Regions from separate parts of the Mus musculus genome. Here region 1 is linked to region 2. The links are chromatin contacts, called in public HiChIP or PLAC-seq maps. All regions are on one chromosome and are shown on one strand. Each heading gives the region's core, a stretch centred on a gene start, on an enhancer-like site or on the middle of the called end of the contact. The rest is flanking DNA. Distances are from core to core; before and after follow the strand shown.

The links. HiChIP or PLAC-seq counts read pairs in DNA pulled down with a chosen protein or histone mark.
Region 1: an H3K27ac HiChIP or PLAC-seq map of extraembryonic endoderm stem cells shows a contact between it and region 2, with 5 times the contacts expected there. The contact joins the promoter of Xkr6 here to the promoter of Ints6 in region 2. A contact is called at or near these places in 1 of 39 promoter capture datasets (the HPC-7 cell line) and 1 of 115 datasets of contacts at active chromatin or transcription factors (extraembryonic endoderm stem cells).

The regions. Positions count from the first base shown.
Region 1 is chr14:63,604,819-63,607,875 of GRCm38.p6, forward strand. It overlaps Xkr6 (X-linked Kx blood group related 6), which reads left to right and starts at 1,712. Exons shown (of 3, transcript NM_173393.2): 1 at 1,712-2,466. The coding sequence starts at 1,712. Gm15918 (predicted gene 15918) reads right to left here and starts at 2,901. Exons shown (of 2, transcript NR_167937.1): 1 at 2,141-2,901.
Region 2 is chr14:62,759,828-62,762,527 of GRCm38.p6, forward strand. Ints6 (integrator complex subunit 6) reads right to left here and starts at 1,285. Exons shown (of 19, transcript NM_008715.2): 1 at 721-1,285; 2 at 339-416. The coding sequence starts at 831. It overlaps 4931440J10Rik (RIKEN cDNA 4931440J10 gene), which reads left to right and starts at 674. Exons shown (of 7, transcript NR_045503.1): 1 at 674-759.

The sequences.
Region 1 (3,057 bases), core at 462-2,961, 850 kb after region 2:
GAATCACTTTCTGTAATGTATGGGTAAAATTCTTTACATAGTTTTTCAGTTTTTATACATTTTATCTTGGCATGATATACTCATGAAAACTTGTGTTCTGCAATAGGGTATTCTCTTCTTTCCCAGTCACTCTAGAAACTGAAGTAGATCCTATAGGGTTAAATGTCATAAGTTGTCAAAGTAGTTTTTTTCTTCAGAACCTCAATGCTATAAACATATTACCTATTTGTCTTGTTAGCATTCCAAAAAAAACAAAACAAAAAACAAAACAAAAAAACCCATTATTGCCATTCTTAGATTACTGAAAAAAATTGGATAAAAACAATCTACAGAGGTTGATGAGAAAATTCCAGTGTTTTCTTTTTCACTTTTTCTTTAAAATACTTCTTTAAAATAACTCATCAATAACAACTAAGTAGTTTGCTGTCTTCCACTGAAAGAGCATTGTAATTCAAATCCATTCAGTGCTGCCTCATTTATACAATTTGTTAGTGAAGCTCAAATACTCTGCACCTATTTTAATGATATAGCACATTAATAACATTTTCACTCATTTAAAGCCATGTTTACTAACAGAGCCTTAGCACCCCCCAAAACACTGGCAAAGACAAGTTTCACACATTCAAATTGCCTGAACAAGTAATTGATACATACAGCTTAAAGCTTTTTTTTTTTTTTTTTTTTTTTTTTTCCCAAATGAAGGTCTTTAGAGAGTTTTAAAATCACGCTAAAACAAACAAAAAAAAGTAGGTAAAAACATGTTTGACTGTGCAGAAAACACTCAAGGTCACAAGATGCCCATTTAGTTCTTGCTACAACAGGAAAGAGGCAACCAGGCTGATTTCTAGCTAAATTTTGCCTAGAATTTTCTTGAGGGAAAGTTGGAAACTTTATTACAAAATATGGGAAAGTTATCAAGTGACAGGAAAATTAGGGGGTCAATAAAGATGAAAGATGTCTAAACAGAAGTGAGAATCAGTAAGTTTGTGGACTCTTATTGACTTATGTCATTATTTTTAGAGCCCCTCAAAATAAGAAACTAACACGGATGAAGGGGGGGTTATCCAGCCAGAGGTGAGACACAGCCATTTTGGTGGGGGGGAGGGGGGTGTCTAACTACACAATGAGGTCATCCTATCTCCCGGAAGTGACAAGTAATCACCTGCTTTTCACTAGCTCCTCCCCTTCCCTCAAAGGTCCCGCCCCTCTGCCCGCAGCCGGGAGGGTGTTAGGGGGCGTTTCTCCCAGAGCAAAGCTGAGAGCTGCGACGCAGAGGAAGGGGACCCCAAAACGTCTGGCACTGCCTCCTCCAGGGAACACTTTGGACCGTCTCACTCAACCCAGCGGGATTCTGAAACGCCGAGGGGTCAACCTGATGGGTTTCGGGGTCAACGGAAGAGGGGACGGGGAGCCCTGGCGGGGAGAACCCCCCGGCCCCCCGCCCAGCAGCTGAGGCACAGGAGGGCGGCCATCTTGGCCGGTAGGGTAGGGCCAGGAGGCTGCGGGCGCCGTGCGATTGGGGGGCTCGCCCGGAAGTGACGCCGCCCGCCCGGAAGCGGAGGGGGTTCCCTGGCCCACTCCCCCCGTTCGTCTGCTCCCCGCTTCCTCCCCGCCCCCCTTCCTCTCCATTCGTTCCCCCCCTCCCCGGTCCCTGCCTTCTCCCCCCACCCGTCCCTCCCCCCCAACCTCCGGAGCTGGGAAGAGAGTCAAGATGGCGGCGAAATCCGATGGCGGTGGCGTGGGGGTGGGCTTCGCCCAGCTGCACAACCTGGACGAGGCGGTGGGCAGCGGCGAGGAGGACGGGGAGCCCGGGGGAGGCGGCTGCGGCGGCGGCGACGGCAGCGAGCCCGGCGAGAGCAGCTCGCTGCACATCTGCCACTGCTGCAACACCTCCTCGTGCTACTGGGGCTGCCGCTCCGCCTGCCTGCGCTCGCTGCTGGGCAAGAAGCCGCGCCGCAGCGCCGCCGCCGCCGACGGGGGGGACCAGCCGCTGCAGCCGCCCGGGGCCGCCGGCCGCCACCCCCCGACGCCCTCGGCCGGCCGACCGCAGCCCGCGTCGCCGCAGGTGGAGCGGCCGTGGCTTGACTGCCTGTGGATCGTGCTCGCGCTGCTGGTGTTCTTCGGGGACGTGGGTACCGACCTGTGGCTGGCCCTCGACTACTACCGCAAGGGGGACTACGGCTGCTTCGGGCTGACCCTGTTCTTCGTGCTGGTGCCGTCGCTGCTGGTGCAGAGCCTGAGCTTCCGCTGGTTCGTGCAGGACTACACGGGCGGCGGGCTAGGCGCCGTGGAGGGGCTCAGCAGCCGGGGACCCCCAATGATGGGGGCCGGCTACGGCCACGGCGCGGCCCGCGGCGGCCCGGGTGCGGGGGGCTCGGCCACCCCGGGGGCGCAGCGTCTGTGCCGCCTCTCCGTGTGGATCTGGCAGTCGGTCATCCACCTGCTGCAGATGGGGCAGGTGTGGAGGTAAGAGCACTGCGGGCTGGGGGCGGGGGCTGCGGCCGCGCGCGGGCCCCTCGGACAGTCTGGGCTAGGTTGAGCCGGGGGTAGCCGTGCGCTGTCTTAGCATCTCGGGACGGTCTATAGGTTGCCTGGCCACGCCTTTTGGCCCGGGGGAGGCCCTAGGTCCTGCTGTTTGTCCATCTCCGTCCCTGGGTTGCACTTGGAGAAGACCCTGCCTCTACCCTCCCGCCTCTCCTCTGCAGACCTCCATCCTGGTTGCCCCCTTTCCCCCCCCCGCTGTGTCCCAAGGTAACTGGCGCTCGTTTGCATCCTGGAGGAGACCTGGCCTCCTTCAGCCGGTTGCACTTGGCCTTCCCCCCTACCCCCATCCTCCCCGAGGGACATTTCCTCCCCCCCCCCACTCCTGTTTTCTCTCTGCAGTGGCCGGTGTGGGGCCCTGTGGAAAAACCCTAGCTGCCTCTCCTTAAAGCACTCCTTCCTTTCACGCCCCTCCTCCTCCTGCAGCCCCAGCCCCTGCAAACACCGCTGCTCCACACCGCTGCCCTCCTTGAAGGAAAAAAAATGACTTTTTTTTTCTTTCCGGAATAGATGTGC
Region 2 (2,700 bases), core at 35-2,534:
AAACCCGGGCTAGGCAAGGCTGGGCCCCGCTGTCACTCGGGCTAACTTGAATAAATATCCCCCACAGTTCATTGCTGCCGCTCACGCCGCGGAGGGGAAATGTCGGCCATGTTGATCGTAGCGCCTCCGCCGCCAGGCCGAGCAGGACCCGGAGGGGACGGCGGTGGGCCAGAAACTGCCACCTCGCTGACGCTCCCGGGCTGGGGAGGGGTGGGAGGCCGCGGGGAAGGGACCTGGAGGCGGGAGCGGCCGTGGGGGAGGGGAGCATAATGAAGAGGGGGCGGGGAGGGCGAGCTAGGCAGGATCAGGGAAGGGAGGGGGAGGGCGAGGGCTGTTACCTTGATAGCATAGGGCGGCTCTTCGAAAGTGACCAGCATATACCTGTCTCCTCTGCTGGCAGGGTCCCGGGCACGGAGCTGCGGGCCAGGGTGGGGACGGGCGGGAGAGAGGGAAACACAGAGGCGAGGTTACCAGTCGCAGAAGGGTCGCTGGCCGCCCCCACAGTACCGCACACGCAGGGCCGTCCCTCCGCCGCCCCCCGCACCCACAGCAGCCCCACATGGGCCAGGCCCAGCAGAGCCCGCTCCCAGCGCCCGCCCGCCCGCGCGGTGGGGGAGGGGTCCCCGCGCCCGCGGAGCCCGCAGTAAACCCGCTGCCCCCCGCCCTGCCCCCCGCGGGCCACCGGGTCCGGGTCACCACCGGGGCTGGGTTAGTCGGTACCTTCATGAAGGTCTCTACCGCGCCTTTGGCCGTGTCCAGGTAGGTGGTGCCCAGATGGCTGCGCTGGTTCATAGAGGCAGACGTGTCTATCAGGAACAGTAAGATGGGCATAGTGCTGGCCGGGGACACCGGGGCCCGAGGTGGTGAAGAGATGGCAGAGGTGGAAGCACCGGCGGCGGCGGCGGCAACCGCCGATACGCGGGGCGGGGAACGCGGCCCCCGGGAGGAAAACACCAGCTATGGGGAGTTTCTCCCCCGATAGTTGAGAGGAAACTCCCCAGCCCAGGTCCTCCCGGCCGTACCCCCGCCTCCGGCCTGCCTGCCCGCTGGGGCGGCCGCGCGGCCGTCTGTCCGTCCGTCCCCCCCGGCCTGGGGGTCCCGTCCCCACTCCCGGACCCTGTGTGTGTCCCCGCGGGAGACGGGCCCAGTTCCCCACCCCACCCCCAGTGCAGGGAGTGGGGACCAGGGATCTGGCGAAGAGGGGAGTGGGCTGAGGGGAGATTGGCCCTGGGGCTGTTGAGAGAAGTTTGAGAGACTCCCTCCGCACCCCAGCGGTGTCACCACTTTCTCAGCCCCTCTCGCTACTGAAGCGCTTTTCTCTCTCACACTCCGGTTTTAACTCGGGCAGGGGCTACGTAGGCTCCGCCCCTGACACGTACTCGGGTCATGTGATCCACAGGCCCACTGCCCTATTGGCTGGTCCTTACAGCCTCATTAGCATATTCAAACAGCTCAGGGGCGGGGGAAGCCTGCAGGCCGACCGAGAGGACAGTTATTGAGCACGCGCGGAGGCGGGGCAGCGGGTGCACGCTAGAGCCAGCGCGCAAGGGGCGGCGGGCGGCCCGAAGCCCGCAGCCGGGAGGCGGGCTTCGGGAAGGGGCGGGGACAGGCCGCGGAAGCACCGCGGGTTGGGGCGGGGACTGCGTCGGCGCGCGGAGGGCGGGCAGCGGCCCTAGGCGTGTGTGTCAAGGCGGCCGGCCTTTTGGCTGTGCGCGGTGACAGGGTCGGGAGAAGGGAAGTGGAAGCCGCCCCCAACCTGTGGGTGAGGGCCCTGCGTCGCGATTTGAGAACGCAGGGCCAAGAAGGGTGAACGGACGAAGAATACGGGAGCGCGCAGGCCCACGCGGCTGCAGCAGGCCGGGCCTTGGGGCGGCCCGGAGGGGGCGGGGGAGGGGAAGTGAGAGGTTGTTTATGACCTGGTATTAATCCCCGCCGGTCTTTCGGCTCCGGCTCTAGCCGGTCAGAGGATCCACCGAAAAGGAAGCCAGCCCTGGAGTGCCTCACCCAACCCTGCAAACCCGAAGCGGAACTCAGATGTGGACTAGTAAAGCAACTGTCCTCTCCAACCTAGTTCTCTCTTCAAATCGTGTTAAGGCACTAGACTAGATTAAGAAATGAAAGGGGGGCCTTCCAAATCCTAATCCACTGCCCTCGTTTTAAAAGTGAAAAGGGATGACCACGTTGCGCAGGTGACCCAGAGAATAGATAGGTTCCTGGGAAACCCGCCTCTCAAGTCTTTGCCAGTGTTGTGTCGGAAAACATTCTCAACCCCTGTCATATTAAGTCTTCAGTCTGCACCTGCAAGTCCGGAGAATTGTTCTCAAATGTAGTTGGGAAACTGCAAGACCCGCTGCCTGAAATATGAGTTGAATTCGGAACATTGAGGCCTTTTAAGAGTCGGTATTTGTAGGGCTTCTCCCACTGGCCCTGCATTTCCGGATTTTCTCTGCTGAAATTCTGGCCTGCTGGGCATCTGTAGTGACATGCTTGTGGCGCTTTTTTAAAATCAGGCTTTGTTGTTTGGGCTTTTCCTAATATTTCAAAAACAAAAGCCTCAGAACGTTGTTTAACTTATTATCAGTAAATAGTAGCATACTGTTCTATGGGAATAAACCATAGTACAGGCATGAGTTTATTAGAGAGTAAGACTATTAACTGATTAAATAACAACCAGGATGTGCTGCAGGCTAGTTATGCCTG